3 separate regions of the Mus musculus genome follow, and all the other regions are linked to region 2. The links are chromatin contacts, called in public HiChIP or PLAC-seq maps. All regions are on one chromosome and are shown on one strand. The core of a region is the stretch at or near the end of the contact, and the rest is flanking DNA. Distances in the headings are between cores, read along the strand shown. Region 1 holds the start of Plut (PDX1 associated lncRNA, upregulator of transcription). Region 2 has its middle 15 kb from the start of Gm10858. Region 3 holds the start of Gsx1 (GS homeobox 1).

Region 1 (2,712 bases), core at 146-2,645, 360 kb after region 2:
GAACTGTCAAAGCGATCTGGGGTGGCGTAGAGAGTCCGCGAGCCACCCAGCGCCTAAGGCCTGGCTTGTAGCTCCGACCCGGGGCTGCTGGCCCCCAAGTGCCGGCTGCCACCATGAACAGTGAGGAGCAGTACTACGCGGCCACACAGCTCTACAAGGACCCGTGCGCATTCCAGAGGGGCCCGGTGCCAGAGTTCAGCGCTAACCCCCCTGCGTGCCTGTACATGGGCCGCCAGCCCCCACCTCCGCCGCCACCCCAGTTTACAAGCTCGCTGGGATCACTGGAGCAGGGAAGTCCTCCGGACATCTCCCCATACGAAGTGCCCCCGCTCGCCTCCGACGACCCGGCTGGCGCTCACCTCCACCACCACCTTCCAGCTCAGCTCGGGCTCGCCCATCCACCTCCCGGACCTTTCCCGAATGGAACCGAGCCTGGGGGCCTGGAAGAGCCCAACCGCGTCCAGCTCCCTTTCCCGTGGATGAAATCCACCAAAGCTCACGCGTGGAAAGGCCAGTGGGCAGGTAAGCCTGGCTCTTTCTCCCTTTCTCTTTCCCTAGTCTGGACTTGGCTGCTACTGCCTTCAAGAACTCCCCCGGGCCTTTTCTCACAAGTTCCTCTGAAACCCGCAAGGATAATGCAGGCTTAGAATAAAGTCTATGCAAGCCAGTAAGTCCACTCATGTTGGCAGCTTGTTCTCCATTCAACACTCTTCCCTCCTTGCGCTTGTCCTGAGCCTTTCTTACCCTGGGAGCCAACTCCCACGCTGGAGAAAGAAGAGGCCTAGCCAGGCTCAGAACTCCCGAACTCTCTGGATCTTTCTGCAGAGAGGAACCTGGACTCCCGGACCCCAAGGGCCCCAAGCAAGTTATGCAAGATGTCTCTGATGATGGAGTCCCTTGGAAACCCTAGGCCCCTTCACTTCCCGGCTCTATCCTAGTGGCCTTATTAGAGAAACGGGGCCTCCTAGGGGCAGTAGGAGTAGGAGAAACACAGGAAGAAGGGAAAGGAAAATTGCGTCCATCCAGGTAGGCCCTGGAGTAGGATGAGGGGTGGGGGTGAACAGGGAGAGGCTGTACCAACGCGAGGTGCTCACCGGGAGGGTTGAAAGGCAGGTGGTTCACTCTCTCGGAGTCTGGCAGTTGGCAGAGGTCTCTGGGGTGCCAATTCTTTTTGAACCAACCCAACGTGTTTGAAGGGTCCTCTCTGGAGCCGCGTCCCAGGAAGCAAATATGCAGAAGAAGGGGCCTCCTCCCTGCTGTCCGGCTCAAAGAAGCAAGACACCCTGGCTTTCCTTAGCCCTAGGCGCCTGCTTTGTGATAAAGTCCTTCCTTCCAGCAGAGGCGAAGCGGAGCAAGCCCTAGGTCCCTTCCCGCCGGATGCTGGCAGCCAATTCGTGTGGGGGCCTGTGCCCGCCGCTCCACAATGTTATCTCTTCCGGTCTACAGCCACTTCTGGTCACACCTGGACTGCAAATAGCTGCTCTTTCTTTTGCTTTCCGACTGACTGTCGGGAGCAGGAGCGAAGGGTTAAGACGCTGGAGTTGCCATCCCCTGAGAATTCTCAACGTTGTCCTCCGGTCCTAAGGCGCCTGGTCTGACACTATCCCAGGAGCAGCCAAGCAAAGCTCCGAGAGAGTATGGGGGTAACGAGGTTCACCAAGGATTCAAGGGTGGAAAAAGAAGGGGGAAGGCTCCTTTAGCTAGTTCATTTTCTCACCGAGGAAAAAAACAAAAAAAAAAAAAAAAAAACAAAACAAAAAAAAAAAACAAAACAAAACAAAAAACCCTGACTTAAAACAGGCCCAAACTCTTGCTGGGGAGATCCTCCACCTCTGAGCAATTCCAAGCAGCTGGAGCAGGTAGGCCGCAGCAGAGGCCTCTCAAGGCCAAGACCAAAGGGCGCTGAGACCTGGCCATTGGGCTGCCCAAAGACAGACCCTCCACCTAAAGGGGGTTCCTTGCCAAGGAACCACGAAGCAGAGCCCCGGAGATTGATTCTTTCTGGCTATCCACTCCTGCTCTGGGCTAGGGTAGGAACAAGCCAGGGAGTTAAATCTGAGCAGAGGAAGCAGAAAGCCTTTCCTATGTTTGGTGAACACTTTGGAGACCCCTCCTGACTGTGAGATCTGGGTACCAGGATCCTTTGCGGATCCTTTCTGACCATCAGCAAGCAGGACTCGAGGCAGACTACCCCTCTCTTCTCCCTGTAGAAACCTGCAAAGAGCTCCAGCCGGCCCCACTTCAGAAGGACTGCAAGGTTTAGCGAACCCACCTGCGTGTGCTTCGTCGGTTCACAACCCCTGGAAAGGGCTTAATGGCTGAAGGGCTTATAGTAGGACTATGAATGCTAATGGCAATAACCGCTTATAAATAATTGGACTTAAAAGAACTTCATAATCCCTACTGGTGAGTTCTACTGAGCCCCAGAAAAGTCAGATCGAGCACTCTGAACATCTCACCAGCAGATTCTAACTTTAATTCCCACCCGTGGCTTCCTCTAGCTGAGCACAGGTTCCCTATAGTCTTTCATTAGGGCTTGGCAAAGTAGGCAGCTGAGGGCAGTAGTTGGAAGAATCTGCCAGTTGTTGGCATTTAAGATGTCTCTTTAAGGTTAGGTATCTTTCCTTTCCTACACCAGGAAAGGCCTGTGTGGTTTGGGGACACAGGTTTGTGTTCCTGAGGACACAAACTGCTTTCCAAAGAGTGGTCTGG
Region 2 (2,700 bases), core at 164-2,663:
ATTCCAGCTCCTGCAGTAGCCCTGTAGCCAGGCAAGAGACCAGGCTAGCCATGGAGAAGGGTGAATACGCGGTGCAGGGGATACACAGCTAGGCAAGCAGTGTAAGCCCAACGATAGTGTTACCATGGAGACTCAGCCCTTAGGACCACCTCTGTGGTTCACTGGGAATGAAATGAGCCTCTCTGGAGTGAGCCAACTTCATAGAAACTTTGCAGTGACCCTTCCTGCCTGCCCGGCACAGGTCACCCCTCTCGAGCCTCTGATGCCTCCTGTCCTGGAGAGTTCTGACTTCAGTGCCACGCCCTGCTGTAGGGACCCATCCTGGGGAGCTACGAGGCACTCCAATAACCTCTGTGGAATTCCTCCTGATGAATGGACACTTCTCCAGTCAGTTCTTCCTCAGAAGAGGGGAACTGTTCAGTCACACTGTTCCTCCCAGAGCCTAAGAAAGGCAGACATTGGTCCTAGATGAGGCCTGTCGCCTGTGCATGAAACAGTTGGAGGCAGTATATTCAGCAGAGTCAGAAGGAGGTGAGGGAGCTGGCCTTGGGCACCTAAAGGAAACTGCTGTTTGGGTTGAAGTTTGACCTCACCAGGTGCCTGGAGAGTAGCAACCCTCGACTGTGTGGCCAAGTGGCTTCACCACGCACCTGGGACCACCCTGTGTAATTGGACGAGTTCGTTACCGTTACCGTTTCCAGACATTTCCAAATGTCATGATGATGTTGTGCATCAAGGGAGCAGAGCTGTAGTGAAGGCTGTGGCTGAGCTAGGGAAGCAGGACTCTGCTACAAGCACTGTGTTTGTTGAATGAATACTTGTAAATGAGACACCATCCATCTGCTGCCATCTACTGAGCACTCACTCTGGGCCAGCCACTCTGCTCTCTCCTACAAAATTCCATTCCCTTTCGACAATTACACACACACACACACACACACACACACACACACACACACACACACAAACTATAAAGGAAAATTTTGATGCCTAGTTGATGTTCTCGTGCCTGCCTGAGCTGTAGGATAGACATGTTAAACCTCAGACTTAAGTGAACTTGCGTTTCCTACAAGGTGATGTAACTATAAACAGACACTTAATACCTCCGTGGACCACTTCCCCTCCCCATTCTCCTACAAATGTCCTGTTTAATGCCTAAGGTGTCAAATGGCTGTGAGCAGGCTATAGTTCTGGGAGGTTCAGGGCATTCCTGGGCCACTCCCACTTCCCACTGGGGCCTGGAAACCTTGTCCCTCCAGGTCAGCACTTCCTTGCAACTTTATCTGTCCTGAGTTCCAGGCCCCTGCCGTATTTGTCCAAATTAGAGTCCGTTTACTTTACAAACCACACTGGAGCTTCGCTGGGCACTCAGCAGCTGCTCCCCTGACGTCCCCAGCAGGGCCCTTGTTTGCAGTCAGCAAACAGACCGCCCTGACCTAGCCACTGTGTCGCTTGGCTGCCCCGGAGGGTGCAGCAGGTAACCGGAAGTGGCTTGCTGAAGTGGCTCTCGCTGCTCCCCCCCACCCCCCCCCCCCCGCCCTCTTGGTTCAGGATCTCTCAAGGGAAACAAGTGAAAAGCAAAACAAGGTGAATCCTGAAACGATTTGTACACAGGAGAAAGTGCAAAGATGTCTACCCGAGGCAAAAGGAAAGATCACGAAAAGGGTGCCCACCCTCTGCCCCACTGTCACTATGGCTGCTTGGTCCTTATTCCACCAGGGCACCCTCTTGTTCCCCGTAGAAATAAGTGGAGCAGACTGCTTTGAACAAGCTTTAGCAGGAGGACTGGTGGGGCTGAATGTCCTGGGTCCCCTTCAAGTGGTTTAAGCTGTGTGCAGCAACCAAGTGTGCTCACATATAGAATAGAGGTAAGGAACGTGTTGGGAGGGCTAATTCAGCTAATGAGCTTAAGGAACTAAGAATTGAGTCTGGCACACTGTCTACTCCCAGTAGCCATTGGCATCTTTGGGTGGTGGAGATCAAGACAGGGTTTCTCTGTGTATCCCTGACTGTCCCGGAACTCCATCTGTAGACCAGGCTGGCCTCGAATTCACAGAAATCCACCCGCCTCTGCCTCCCAAGTGCTGGGATTAAAGCACCACCATTGCCAGCTGCATCGTAAGTAATGACCAGGCTGTGCCTCAATAAAAATACACCAGGCTGACACACCCTAAGTGGAAAACCCTGTGGTCCACCAACCCTGAAGAGATCTAGCATGTGGTTGTGGCCCAATGTATCAGTTGCAGGATAGACTGGGAGCTGAGATCACTGCTATCTGCGCCCCCCACCCCCCACGTCATGAAAGAGCATCAAATTGCATGTCACTAGCCAGGGAGAAGAGCCACATTTAAAACCTGAAGTACCTGTTTCTCCTGAAAGCACCTGCTTTCGCCTCATCAGGAGGAGCCACCCTCAAGCAGACCCCTGTAAGTCGAGAACCATTAGCCTTAGGCTTCCCCTGTTATGGGGCCGGTTTAGTTACGGGTGTGTTACTAGGAATCCTTCCAGACAGGGAGCTGGTGGTTTGGGATGCTTGTCTGTATCCTATTCAGATGTGACATGGAGTCTGACAGGCCCAAACATGCAGCTCCTGATCCAGAGAGGTTGGGCCAGCAACCATACTGGGCCGGTCCTTCCAGCAGATCCCACACATGGTGTCTTCACCCATATGGGAGTGTTTGTAGATTTCAAAATTCTTAC
Region 3 (2,736 bases), core at 96-2,595, 280 kb after region 2:
TAAAGCTCCCCTTTCTTGGTCTCACGATTCCGTTCACGGTTCAGAGCAGGTGACTGTGGCGATTTGTAAAATCGAAAGTAGTAAATTCGAAATCTTTTATGCTAATTTCTCATTGTATGTTAAACGCACAGGGACAGAGACAGCTCTGAATCCCGGGATGATTTTTTTAAAAAACTGAAGCTGTGTACACAGAGCGTGGCATTTGAAGTTGTTTAACCATTGTGTTACCAGAAAGAAAGAAAAAAAAGAGTGCGGCGACGGTAGGAGGAAGCAAAGGGCAACAGAAACTGGGAAAGACAGAAGAGTGCTCTTCCTTTCTCTCCAGCCGTGGGAAGCAACGCTTTCGAGTGCACCGGCGTGTCTAGTGGAGTGTGTGCGAGTGGAGAGTGCGCGCGCAACGTCTGTGAGAGTCTACACCATCCACACTCACCACGTTTGGTGGGGTGGGAAAGCTTCATACCCACGAATTCGGCTCTCACTCCCCTTGCTATGTATCTGTCCGTATTTTCAAAGACTACCCACCCGCGTACTTGTTTTGTTGCTATTTCTTTACATACACGGCCCTGTTGTTGAAGGGAAGAGCTGGTTGGCCAAGGGTCCACCGAACAAAGATGAGGAGTCACAGGCAACACCAAAATTGGGAGCCTTTGATTTTCTGAGAAAACACGGACAGAGATGAGGTTAGTCTCCAATGAGGACTAGGGAGCCTTTCTCTCATCCTCTGAGGCGCACTCAGAAACCTTGTTTTTCTGTCTCCAAATAGTGCGAGAGAAGAGACTCCACAGGTGGGAATGGTGGCCGCCCATTAGGATGCTTCATAGGATGCAGAGCTGAGCTTCGAGAACTAAGCGAAAGCGATACACTTGGTGGAACTGGGGTGGGGGGAACGAGCAAGGAAGAAGTAACAGAAAGAAAGGGACCAGGATCAAGTGGGCAGAGGAGATGGGTGTGCGCCCACGGGGATCTGTGCAAGCGAGGCAGCACGGGTGCGGAAATCAATAAGATAAATGGACCGATCGCCAGCGCAAAGCCAAAGGAAAGTAAGAAATAAAGAGAAAGAAAAGAATATTAAATCGCGGGAGAATGAGAAAATAAACCCGAAAAGGGAAGAGGAGGGGGGCGAGTGCGCCTGTTACGGCGTGGGTGGGGTTGACAAGAATAGAGTACATTATGCAGTTCATTTAGTTAACAAGTGAAATAATGAGGAAGCGTGCAGAGTGAATGCCAAGAGAAAGGGCACAAAAACCCTATTGAGAGGCCCCGGCCGCTCCTGGCGTAGCCCATCACATGGCAATAGTCCTATTTAAGCGGCGCCGCCGGCGTCTTTCAGCACCACTAGCGCTGGCCAGCACCTCGCCCGCTCCGGGAGGTGCCCGCAGCAGCAGCCAAGGTGATTCCAGCCCGGGCTTGAGCCGCGCGTGGAGCCTCCGGGGCCCGGGAAGCTGCGGGTGGCCGCGGCCAGGGGAAGCTACGACAGGATCTGCAGTTCCCTCGGGCTCCAGGGGCGGGCTGGCGGCAGGTGGACCGCGCGCCGGAGCCATGCCGCGCTCCTTCCTGGTGGATTCCCTTGTGCTGCGGGAAGCCAGCGACAAGAAGGCTCCGGAGGGCAGCCCGCCACCGCTCTTCCCCTACGCGGTCCCGCCGCCGCACGCGCTCCACGGCCTCTCGCCGGGCGCCTGCCACGCGCGCAAGGCCGGCTTGCTGTGCGTGTGTCCCCTCTGTGTCACCGCTTCGCAGCTGCACGGGCCCCCCGGGCCGCCGGCACTGCCGCTACTCAAGGCGTCCTTCCCTCCCTTCGGATCGCAGTACTGCCACGCACCCCTGGGCCGCCAGCACTCCGTGTCCCCTGGAGTCGCCCACGGCCCGGCTGCGGCCGCAGCAGCTGCTGCACTCTACCAGACCTCCTACCCGCTGCCGGATCCCAGACAGTTTCACTGCATCTCTGTGGGTAAGCGGGGTCCCCGCGCGAAATTGGGGGGCGGTGGTCCCGGGGTGGGGGGAAGTGAGTGAGCTAGGGATGGGGAAACGGCGCGCTATGGGGGACGGTGAGGATACTCGAGGGGCGCTCACAGTGCTAGACTGGGACCGGACGTAGGAACCGGGGAGAAGCCAGAAAGATCCTGGGGCGAAGGGGAAGGGGTTAAGGCCAGCTTTGAGATGTTCCTTAAAGGGGTGTTAGGGACAACCGATTCCGAGGAGAATTGGAGTCTGTGACTTGGCAAGGAGGCACCCGCCTGTGGAGTGATGAATGGAAGGATGGAAGGGATGTGTGCCTGATTCCAAGGTTGAGGCTAGCCTCAGTTCAGCGGGAAATTAGGCCCAAGGCTCAGAGGTTTGATGATCTCTCTCTCTCTCTCTCTCTCTCTCTCTCTCTCTCTCTCTCTCTCTCTCTTTCCCTCCCTCCCCCCCCCCCCCATCGCCCTCCAGACAGCAGCTCGAACCAGCTGCCCAGCAGCAAGAGGATGCGGACGGCGTTCACCAGCACACAGCTCCTGGAGCTGGAGCGAGAGTTCGCCTCCAACATGTACCTCTCCCGCCTGCGGCGCATCGAGATCGCGACCTATCTGAACCTGTCCGAGAAGCAGGTGAAGATCTGGTTTCAGAACCGCCGGGTGAAGCACAAGAAAGAAGGCAAAGGCAGTAACCACCGCGGCGGAGCTGGGGCGGGGGCCGGCGGGGGCGCACCGCAAGGCTGCAAGTGCTCTTCGCTCTCCTCAGCCAAATGCTCAGAGGACG

What was found. HiChIP or PLAC-seq counts read pairs in DNA pulled down with a chosen protein or histone mark.
Region 1: an HNF4G HiChIP or PLAC-seq map of pancreatic cancer cells shows a contact between it and region 2. The contact joins the promoter of Plut here to the enhancer-like site in region 2. A contact is called at or near these places in 2 of 39 promoter capture datasets (the 3T3-L1 cell line and neural stem cells), 2 of 15 datasets of contacts at CTCF or cohesin (the NIH/3T3 cell line and stem cell-derived epiblast-like cells), 5 of 484 Hi-C or Micro-C datasets (bone marrow-derived macrophages, cortical neurons, embryonic fibroblasts and 1 more), 18 of 115 datasets of contacts at active chromatin or transcription factors (acute myeloid leukemia, craniofacial prominence, embryonic basal ganglia and 12 more) and 3 of 9 other capture datasets (adipose tissue, liver and pancreatic islet).
Region 3: a contact with region 2 is called in an H3K27ac HiChIP or PLAC-seq map of embryonic stem cells, with 4 times the contacts expected there. The contact joins the promoter of Gsx1 here to the enhancer-like site in region 2. A contact is called at or near these places in 21 of 39 promoter capture datasets (the 3T3-L1 cell line, 3T3-L1-derived adipocytes, the HPC-7 cell line and 12 more), 4 of 484 Hi-C or Micro-C datasets (B cells and embryonic stem cells), 15 of 115 datasets of contacts at active chromatin or transcription factors (acute myeloid leukemia, craniofacial prominence, embryonic basal ganglia and 8 more) and 2 of 9 other capture datasets (embryonic stem cells and macrophages).

Annotation. Positions count from the first base shown.
Region 1 is chr5:147,270,126-147,272,837 of GRCm38.p6, forward strand. It overlaps Plut (PDX1 associated lncRNA, upregulator of transcription), which reads right to left and starts at 1,396. Exons shown (of 6, transcript NR_038157.1): 1 at 1,095-1,396. Pdx1 (pancreatic and duodenal homeobox 1) reads left to right here. Exons shown (of 2, transcript NM_008814.4): 1 at 1-522. The coding sequence starts at 114.
Region 2 is chr5:146,911,103-146,913,802 of GRCm38.p6, forward strand. No RefSeq gene overlaps it. Among named protein-coding and RNA genes, the nearest start is that of Gm10858, 15 kb to the left of the region's middle. Within about 2 kb of position 1,414, at least 50 of the 459 cell types and tissues checked have an H3K27ac peak or open chromatin away from gene starts, as enhancers often do. A contact at or near this core is called in the HPC-7 cell line, embryonic stem cells, liver and 3 more, where this site is marked.
Region 3 is chr5:147,187,351-147,190,086 of GRCm38.p6, forward strand. Gsx1 (GS homeobox 1) reads left to right here and starts at 1,346. Exons shown (of 2, transcript NM_008178.2): 1 at 1,346-1,948; 2 at 2,428-2,736. The coding sequence starts at 1,540.